Linked DNA regions of Rattus norvegicus: region 2 is linked to region 1. A link is a contact called in public HiChIP or PLAC-seq data. All regions are on one chromosome and are shown on one strand. The core of a region is the stretch at or near the end of the contact, and the rest is flanking DNA. Distances in the headings are between cores, read along the strand shown.

Evidence for each region. HiChIP or PLAC-seq counts read pairs in DNA pulled down with a chosen protein or histone mark.
Region 2: a contact with region 1 is called in an H3K27ac HiChIP or PLAC-seq map of oligodendrocytes, with 15 times the contacts expected there. The contact joins the enhancer-like site here to the promoter of Mdga1 in region 1. A contact is called at or near these places in 8 of 12 Hi-C or Micro-C datasets (the A7r5 cell line, the Rat2 cell line, Schwann cells and 5 more) and 1 of 1 datasets of contacts at active chromatin or transcription factors (oligodendrocytes).

What each region holds. Positions count from the first base shown.
Region 1 is chr20:7,964,344-7,969,327 of GRCr8, forward strand. It overlaps Mdga1 (MAM domain containing glycosylphosphatidylinositol anchor 1), which reads right to left and starts at 1,491. Exons shown (of 17, transcript NM_001414944.1): 1 at 228-1,491. The coding sequence starts at 294.
Region 2 is chr20:8,531,433-8,536,045 of GRCr8, forward strand. The region is part of intron 6 of Btbd9 (BTB domain containing 9); the gene reads right to left. Among named protein-coding and RNA genes, the nearest start is that of Btbd9, 110 kb to the right of the region's middle. Within about 2 kb of position 2,434, at least 4 of the 93 cell types and tissues checked have an H3K27ac peak or open chromatin away from gene starts, as enhancers often do.

The sequences.
Region 1 (4,984 bases), core at 241-2,740:
TCTCACCCTGGCATTCCCCAGCCTCACGCTAATACACTAGGACCGGTTCTTGGGCTCGGGAGCAGCCTGCTCGGTCTCCTGGCGCCCAGGCGAGGGCGGAGACGCGACCATACGTTCTAGAGTGCAAGCCCAGGGTTCCACCAAGCCCAGGCAGCGCGCACTTTGAGCAAGATCTTGTAAAGTTTCCGCGCGGCTCCGCCAGGGTGGAGCGGGACGCTGGCTCTTACCGTAGACTCCTTGTCCCCGACAGTGGAAGGGGATCAGCGCCAGAAGTAGAAGGCAGGTCACCTCCATCTTCACGGCCAGTGCTTCATCCCCACGAGGCGGCGCAGCCTGAGAGGCGGCGGGGGGCGCATCCGCCGGGGCACCGCGATGCCCTCTGCGTTCCCTCCTTTTCCCTGAGACGCGAAGGAGAGGGCGGCGACCGAGACTAGGAGTCTAAGCAAACCGCGACTCGGCTCCGTTCTCTTTCCATAGGGCGGCTGCCCGGGTGGAGACGCAGGGGGCGCTGGCCCAGACCTTGATGCCTCTGCGCACCGGGCGCAGCAACCAGCTCCCTGGCCCAGAAAGCTCGGCCACCGAGCAGTCCTGGGTTCCCAGGGCTGTCCGCCCAGCGTGCTGAGCGCGAGGGACCTCTCTGCTGTGGCGGCCGCGCGCGGATCCAACAGGCCACCGATGCCTGGCAAAACTTGTGGTTTCCCCGCCCAGGGGACGCCCCTCGGCGGAGCCAGGCCAGGAGGCCGGGTCTCTGCTATGGTTAATCCGCTGGCTCCAGTCCTGCAGTAGGTGTGGAGGGCTCCGCAGCCCGACCCAGGGGAGCGGGGCTGAGCGCCCTTCCCGGAGGCGAGGGCGCCCGGGTCCCGGTCCTCTGAAGCGCCGGAGCAGCGAGGACTGGCTTCCGCCGCGGGGCGAGCGCTCCGCGTCTCCGAGTCCGCGAAGTTAGCCGAGCCGCCGCCGAGGAATCCGGGGGAGGTGATCGCGTCCCGGCGCCCCCGCGGGAATCCGGAGAACGTTTCCAAAGCAAGAGGCACCACAGCCAGCAAGGGAAAGAGGAAAGTTTGAGTCCTTTGAAAATAATTCGCGCTCTTGCGGAGGCCTGGGCTCAGGAGCCGCCCGCCGCCTCCTCTCTCCCCGCTCCTCTCCCGCCGTCTGGCCGCCGCCGTGGCATTCCCGGGCTCCGCGATCTCGGGAGAGCGGGGCTGCGCCGCGCCCCAAGTTGGGCGTCCCCGCCCCCCTCCCGGCGGCCTGGGGCCGAGGGGGCCCCAGCGGGCGGGGCCGGGCCAGGCTCCCGGGCACGGCGGCCACTCGGGCTCCGGGGCCGCGGGAGCGCTCCGCTCGCTCGGCAACTTGGGCTTCGCTGTGCTGCTTTCTGGTCCCTCCGAGCTTTTCATTCCGCGCTTCCTCCACCTCCCCACCACCACCACCCCGCCTCCCGCTCTCCCTCCTCCCTCTCTCCCTCCTCCCATCTCCGCGATCGGTCTCTCGCTCTCCCACCCTTTGTCGCTCGCTCTCCTGTTTGATTCCCCTCCAGTTAAAAAAAAAAAAAAAAAAAAAAAGGAGCCAATTAAAGGCAGCCCAGCTCGCCCGGCCCAGCCTCTGTCCAATTTCCTTGCTTCCCCCAGGACCAATTAGAGAAAACAAAACAGGGCTGGGGGAAGCAGTCTCTCTCTCTCTCTCTCTCTCTCTCTCTCTCTCTCTCTCTCTCTCTCTCTCTCTCTCTCTCTCTCTCTCCTCTCTCTCTCTCTCCGCCCCCCATCTCTCTCTCCCTATCTCCGCCTCCCCCACCAGCCCCCTGGCAGAAAAATGTCAGAAAGCAGCAATGGATCCATCTATCCCGAGGACAGTAGCGGGAACGTGGGTTCGGCGCGGGCTCTGCAGCCGCGCACTCGCACACGCTCTCCGCCCGCCCTTGCACAGCCCAGGCTGGCAAACCCCGGGCCGGATGCAAACGATCGCCGCCGCACGCTCTCCGGGCAGGCAGCGGCGACTGGTTGCGGAGACCCAAGCCTGCAGGGCACTGGACACTTATGAATGTTTTGCACTTTGGAGAAGGCGGTACTGGAGCCCAGGATCGGAAGGAAAGGCCGAGGCGTCTGCTTCTCCTAGACCAGAGCTGGCGCGAGAGGCGGTTGCCTGCTGTCGCTCTGCAGGGATGTTGGCTCGGCTTGGGAATCCCGCCACCTCCACCACCACCCGCCCCTGGCAGAGCCTCAGGCCCTTTCCAAGCTGCCTCGGCCGCTCCCCGGGTCGGGCGCCGGGCCACTGCCAGAGCCGCTGAGGAGGAGGACGCGCTTATAGCTCGTGTCCTAGCTCCGGCCCACAGGTTGCCAACAGGTTTGCCAGCAAGACCCCAGTGTCAGAGCTCTACAGGGACACCCAGTGTCCCCTTCAGCCTGCTTCTCTCAAACCTTGCCTACCCGTGAGACCTCAGGCGTGGCCAAGTGCCCTAGGGTGCACGCGCTTCCCGCAGCCAAGCTGGGAAGCCTGAGTCTCTCCCCACTCCGAGACTCCGTCACCTTAACCCGGCCCTCCCTGAAGCCGTGACCAAGACGTAGTTCCTTCCAGACGCCCTTGGGGAGGGGCGTGGGCTGGGGAGAGAGGCGCGCTACCACCCGGGCGGCGCCTCTGATCGCGTCCTCCCTCCAACCCGGGTCCTGCTAATCTCACCTGCTCCACCTGTCGCCGTTATTTATCTCGCCGTGAGCGCAGAGATTGTACTAGAGGGGCCCGTGGGAGCGCGGACAGCCGCAGCAGCTAACAAGCTCGGAGGTTGGATCCTGTTCAGGATAGGCTGCGATGGTGGATCCACGACTTGAGGCGTCTGTCCGAACTCAAAGACCTGTTTCATTCACCCAAAAGAATTGATTCTCTTGCATGTAAATTAGCGTATACATTAAAAATATTGATAACAAACCCCTCCTTTACCAAACCCATCCCCACCGGGATGTTCCTCCTCTGGCCCTCCTGGGCAGACTTAACCTGTTAAGCACATGGAAAGCACAGAGTTGCCTGATAGGTAGGGAGTGGTGCCATCATCAGCCTGACCCTTCTCAGTTTCCTTATGGCCTATCTAGGCTATATCCCTCTTGTTCCTGGCTTCTTTGTTTCTTTCTTCCTATTACTGGGAGTGGGGGTTCAAGGCTCAGTTAAGGGTGTCCAAGCTCAACTCAGCAGATGCCAACTGGAGATTTATTGAATGAATGAATGAACGAATGAATGATGTCCATTGTGGGCCAGATTCCGAAGTCCTAGGCTACCTTCCCACGTGCTCTACTCACAGCCTCTCGTAAACCCGAAGGGAAATGCACGATCTGCTCCGTAGACGTCCAGTGTCTTCCCACCCACCTCTCCCACTCAGTCTGAAAGGGAAGTGGTATCAAATGAGGGGGTGATGGCGAGTAGTTCGGTTTATTGTGGTGTCGCCATTATTGGGAAGCTTCCAGAATCCCCCGGGGAAGCTCCAGGCAGTCATCCTTGATGAGTCAGGCTCTCTCTGACTTTGTCTATTCTGGGAAAGTGTTGTCTTCTTTCCCCAACCCCAAACAGCATCAAATTGCTCTCCTCTGGCATGGCAGACAGGATGGGTATACTGTCTGAAGCCATACTGGCCTGGAAAAGAAAGAGGCCTTGTGGTGGAGGAGGGTTAGGGAGGAGGGGAGCCTGGCAGGCTGGGATTGAACATTTGCTGTGCTAATCCACTTGTGAATACTCGCTGTGTGTAGTGTAAACACCTCGACAGCCTGTTCGTGTGTGCCTGTCAACTCAGTCATTCCCTCCCCCAGTGTTCCAGTCCTGCTGCCTAGGGCAGAGCCTCAGAACTGGCAAAAGCAGGCATGTGGTCCAGCCCTAATCTGTCTCCGCCTCACTTTCACCCAGACAGCAAGCAGATGAGATTTCTACCTCTCGGTGGGTAAGAGAACTTTGTACCTGCTACAGGGGCAGAGGTTTTGTGTTGGGCGCTGTCAGGAGTCTTAGGGACTCACTCGTGGTCACGGAGATGCTGCAGGGTCAGGCGCGCTGACATAAGTAGCTTTGCTCCTTCCTCCTTAGCTACCCATGTGGTTGGGATGCAAGCTCAGAGGTGACTAGCTACACTTCCATAATTCTTACTTTGAAGCCAGCATCTCTTAGTTTCTACACGCACCAGAACAGTGTCCACACATGGGTCTGTTAAGAATGTGGGGCATGAGAGCTCAACCCCAAGACCTGCAGGAACCCCCCTGAGGGGAACCATAATGAATTATAGGGTTTGGGACCAGACTGCAGCAGGCTACCTAGAGGCCACCATCACTTCCTCACTCAAGAAAGCCCTCCTTCCTTGGCCACAGAGAAGGCTCAGCACTCGGGACCCAGGAAGTACCCAGAACTAGCTAACTCTGGTTGTATCTCAGGTGAGCCAGGAAAGTCGTGTCCAGCATGGGCAGTTAGCCAAGATCTGTAATGACATCACGGGTACTAGAAAGTTCTCCATCCCTTTCAGCTCCTTGCTCTCCTCTTGTGAGTCAGAGCCTGGAAGGGGAAGCAAGGGAGAGTGTGGAGAGATTCGGCCTGGTCCCGTTGGTGCCGTCGTCGCCTTGTGAAGTAGATTGCGTCTGAAAATCATACGGTGGCAGGTATTGATCGAACCGCACAGCACAGCAGGCTGAGTTCTGGTCAAGGGGAGGAGGCAGGCTGGGAGGGGATGAGGAACGGTGAGAGTTATGACCCCGCTGAAAGACCAGTTTATTAATTCGCTCCAACAAATAGCCAATTAATGGCCCCAGCTGCTAATTAGTAAGCAGTTAACTTGTGTTATAAATTGTACAGCTGAAGACTAAGGATAGTGTAATCTTTCCATGACACCCTGGTGGGGGTGGGGGGTGGCGGCGGCTATGGAATTTCGGCACCAGAGCTGCATCTCGCTCCCCCACCCCCAACTCCTGCCACACCCAGTTAGGCCCAGCTTATAGAAAGCAGGCTTTATGTGAGCACACTTGTCTACATG
Region 2 (4,613 bases), core at 1,184-3,683, 570 kb after region 1:
TCTGGCACTCTTTTTTCTATGTGTGAACAGTTTTCTAGATCCAAATAGTTTTCCTGAGATGGCAGGAAGCAGCTCCCTCAGGCTGATACCCCGCCCCCCAAACATTGATCTCCCTAGTCTAAGGACCATACTTCCATTCACAACAGGAACCAAAATGAACCAGTTCGTTATAACATTCCTGGTTTTCTACTCAATAAAAAACCATAAGGCATGAAAACACTGCCTCAAATCATAAATCAAACAGTTACTGAGTAGAATGAGCTTAGTTACTTTCAAGAGAGTAATACAAATTAATGATTTTCCCCCTTTCACTTATGCAAAGAATATACAGCTTTGAACATGTTGGAAACCGTCACTCCTGTCACGGGAACCAAGCACACGGCGCTCCAGTGACTGCACCAGCTCAGGTCCACATGCAGCCCCCACTCCGAGACTAGCAGAGTGTCTTCATCTATGTACAGGTTAACAATGGGCTCCCATCTCATGGAGACGCTCTCACGATATAAGGGCTACATCTGGCCTCAAATATACAAAGAACATCTTCAAAGATGTCAGTCGTCTTCCCTGGCCCCTCTCACCACTGAAAATTGCAAAGACCCATTCTCACAGGGAGAAGGACTTGAGGTGGAGTTGGCGGACCGGGAAACACTCAGGAGAACCAAAGAACCTTCTTACATCGGTTTTCTGTACAAGTCCAGCCCTTTACTGTTACACACTGCAAGAACCAGAGCGGTGTGTCTGTCTGTCTGTATGTCTACATCACTCGGCATGTGCAGAAGGGCCGCTGGCATGGGTGTCAGAGTGAGGCTGGCACACGGGGCCTCACTGACCTTGCAGGTACATCTGGAAAGTAAGGACACCGGAGAGGAGGAACAGTAGCGCAGTCCCATGGGATGTGCTCAGGAATAAAAATGCCTCACTTAAGCCATCTCAATTATGTTCCCTGCTTCTTCCTAGTTAAAGGTTTAAAGCGGGACGGCAGAAGATGGTAGGGAGTCAAACCTTTGAGGTGGGGAGGCTGGGCATGAGTGTGATCTGAAAGGACATTTTCTGAATGATACAGTACACAGAGTGCACAGAAATGGAGCCTCTCCACCCTGTGTGACAATGACAACAAAGCAAGCAGCATGACGTGAAAGTGACCTACACCGGGCTCTGTCATGCTTGTGGCAGGCAAGCAACCTCACACCGACGGACCGACCTCCCGGGATGTAGGATGAAAGACAGCCTCCACAACTGCTGTTGCTTTGATCCTTTCTTTTTAATTAATATCTTAGATAACAGTAAGGTGATATAAGATTTCCAAGTTTACCAAAGAGTCTAAGTTTTAAAATACAGGAAGCATGTTTTTGCTTTGTAACTGAAAACAGGCTTGAGAGAAATGAGAGAGTACCAGGAGAAGGGACTCGTGGGACAACTTTTAAAATTTGGGCTTACGGCTAATTGTCATGTCAATTAATATGCAAATGAATAAGGCTTCCAGCTTCTGCCACTTGCCAAGTTCTCTGATGACTTAGTGGCAACAGCCATCATGTGTCTCCTTGCTGAGGCAGTGTCCTAAACAATGTCCTAACCGCTTAGAGTGAATGCCACAACCCCAGACAGGTGAGATGGCCCAGAAGGCACACTGACAGACAGAAGGCTGTGTCTGTCTGTCTTTGTGTCTCTCCAGAGACCCATTCAGAGGACCAAAGCTACCAACCACCCCCAGTCAACACTGGGAAGTGCTTTATCCAAAAGGCAAATGTGTGAAACAGAAGTAGAGCCATCTAGCGAGCGCTGACAGATGGGTCTAGACGCAGAAGGTAAGGGACAGACCGGGCTTTGGTGACTGAATATTCATAGAATCTATAAAAGTCCAGTTCTTTCAGAATGCAGTCTGTTAGGAATGAATATGCAACTGCACCAAATAAAAACACTCCAAATGTACACAAGGAGGGAGTTTTCTCACCTCCAAGCGCTGTCACACACCGCGGCTGGATAACGGATTATCTGAAATTCATATTGACTTGTGGTTTATACTCTCTAAAGCAGGGCTCAAGGAGTTTTCCCCTCCTTCAAATTGCATTCCCTCTTGAAACATTTCACTCATCACACAAGGAAATACGCACTCCGTGGATGTTTCTTTAACTTAGTTTATTTCTTTTTATTAATTATGTGTGCTGGGTGGGGGGTGTCCAGTCGCCCATGAAAGCCAGAACTGCAGGGGTTTTGAGCCATTTATAACCAAACACCATGGGCACTGCAAAACAAACTGGCGCCTCACAAAGACTGGCTGATAGCTTTAGCGGCCAGGCCACCTCCTCGGCCTTTCAGGAGATGCCTCGTGGCTGTGCTGTTGGCACTAGCTAACTTTTCCTGGATCCCACACAGGGGACACTGGCAACAGTGTAAAATTCCCTCATTTAGCATGTGGAAAGAGAAAACAAGAGAGGGGAGTTGAAAGGGGAAAGTAAGGAGAGCAATCTGCAGACAGTACTCAGGGAGAGAGGATGGTTGATGAGGATGGCCAACCCTTGGCACCTCATCAGAGCCACTCACGGCAGAGGACCCCGGACACAGACTACTGAGCAACTGGGGCCCAGCTCTTCTCTCAGTTCCTGGCAGCACTGAAGACATAATTCAAGACCTAATTAAGCAAGCTTAGCTAGAGTCAAATGCACACAGCCAGCAGTGCAGCAACGGCCAGCTCTGCAGAGGAGTGGAGCAAGGGCATGCATGAGGCATGTGAGAACAGATGGGCTTAAGGCGAAGGTGCCCTTAGTCTCTCTCAGCACTTCTGTTGCAACCTGTTGCCTCGAGAGGAACACTATCACGTCACTTTGCCATTAACAAGCATCTCTAGCAAGACCAAAAATCGGGTAATTCCTGACAAATGGCCTGGGCCAGAAGGCTGATCATCTATACTATTAGCTTCCTGTGGGAGTCTGGCTGCCTGCAGCACAAGTCTTTGGTACCCATAGCCAGACTGCAGCCATCTTGGTCTTCCCACAGTGAGTCTTCTCCACACTTGCACAAGGTTATCAAGGACAAGCCATAACGTCAGAACCAGTCTGTCATCCACACTCCATATTCATGGGCAGAGGAACACTATAAATACTTCCAAACAGCAGACTGTACCAAGGAGCTGTACGGAGCATAAATAAATTGCTTCATTATTTAGAAGCAAAGATACTTCTCAAAGTTGTATGGTTCTCCCTTGATCTGTTCCATAGTACTAACCAACAACAAAAATACAGAAGCAGCAGCAATTCGTAAGAACTGGACAGGACCGTCCATTTTAAATGCCTCGGCCAAGAAGAACCCTGCACCCTTCCACTCACAGCCCAAATGCAACAGTAACAGAAAGACGGTATCAGAGAGAGAGCTGATGTCAACTGCGGCCATGCACACATTCCAATTGGAAAAAATAGTTCTTCTCAAACCAGTAAGCCGACAGCAGCACTCCTCACAAGCTTCACTTTACATAGTAAGTACACATGTGTCACTTTGACCTTGGCCATGTCTGCTGTTGACACTGGGCCCATTCTAGGTTCCACGGTGATTTTTCTTGCAAAATTACACACAAAACGAATGGGATCCATGGGTATAAATTCCACAAAACAAAAATCTGTACACTGAATGAAGTTAAATTCTCACGTATTTTTAACCATACCAAATCATATAGCACTTTTAAAGACACACACAGTAACAAATGACGCAGCGTCTCCGGGGTCTTTGGTGACGGCCTCTGCCAAGCCTGCCTTCTGTCAGCACTCTCTAGTTTTACTAGGTGAACACTACTTGGGCAACAGACAACAGAGCAGAGGAAAACACTATTAACAAATTAAGTACTCTTGTCTCCCGCTCTTCAGAGGAGTGTGCCAAGCCCTGCCCATTCGTCCCTGCAGGTTCCCAGCCTCGGAAGCGCAGTGCCCAGGGACCGCCTGCTCTGCACTCAGCACACAAGTCACTCTGACTGTGATCATATGCATTTATCTTTATTTTTAAAATCCTCCCATTGTTGCCAATGGCACTCGAGCGTTATTATTACTAATCCAGCTATTCCTAATAATAGTGTTTAAGGAACTGTCATCTCGGGAACGGTACAGACAATAGCTAATTAATTGCCAAGCATTTAATGTAACAGAATTCTAATCTCCAACCTCTGGAGCAGGGTATTTATTTGTTATTATGGCAAAAACTTTTGTTGGAATTGCTTATTTATGCAATATATCTTCTCTATCACCTCAATTCTAATTTTTATATCTGCTTTGTAAGTAAAATAAACCATCACATGCACAAAGACACAGACAGTGCACTTCACACACAGTAATGAATCTCTCGCGACTGCCTTTATTCACACTACAATAGATTCTATATTACAATGCGGGAAAACAAAACAAAACGCCATAGATTATTTCCCTTGTTTGCGAGACATGCTCCCCGGGTTTTGATAGGAACGAGAACTTGAAGATGCAGCATGCTATGTCTTAGTGTGCAAGCAAACAGGATATTCTGTTGACATCTTGTTCCTGCTATCACACAACCAGGTAGGTTCCAAATCAGGTGTCAGGGAAGCCACGGAAGCTTCCTGTGGAAATGTCGCCCTCCTCTTCAGAGGCCTCATCCTT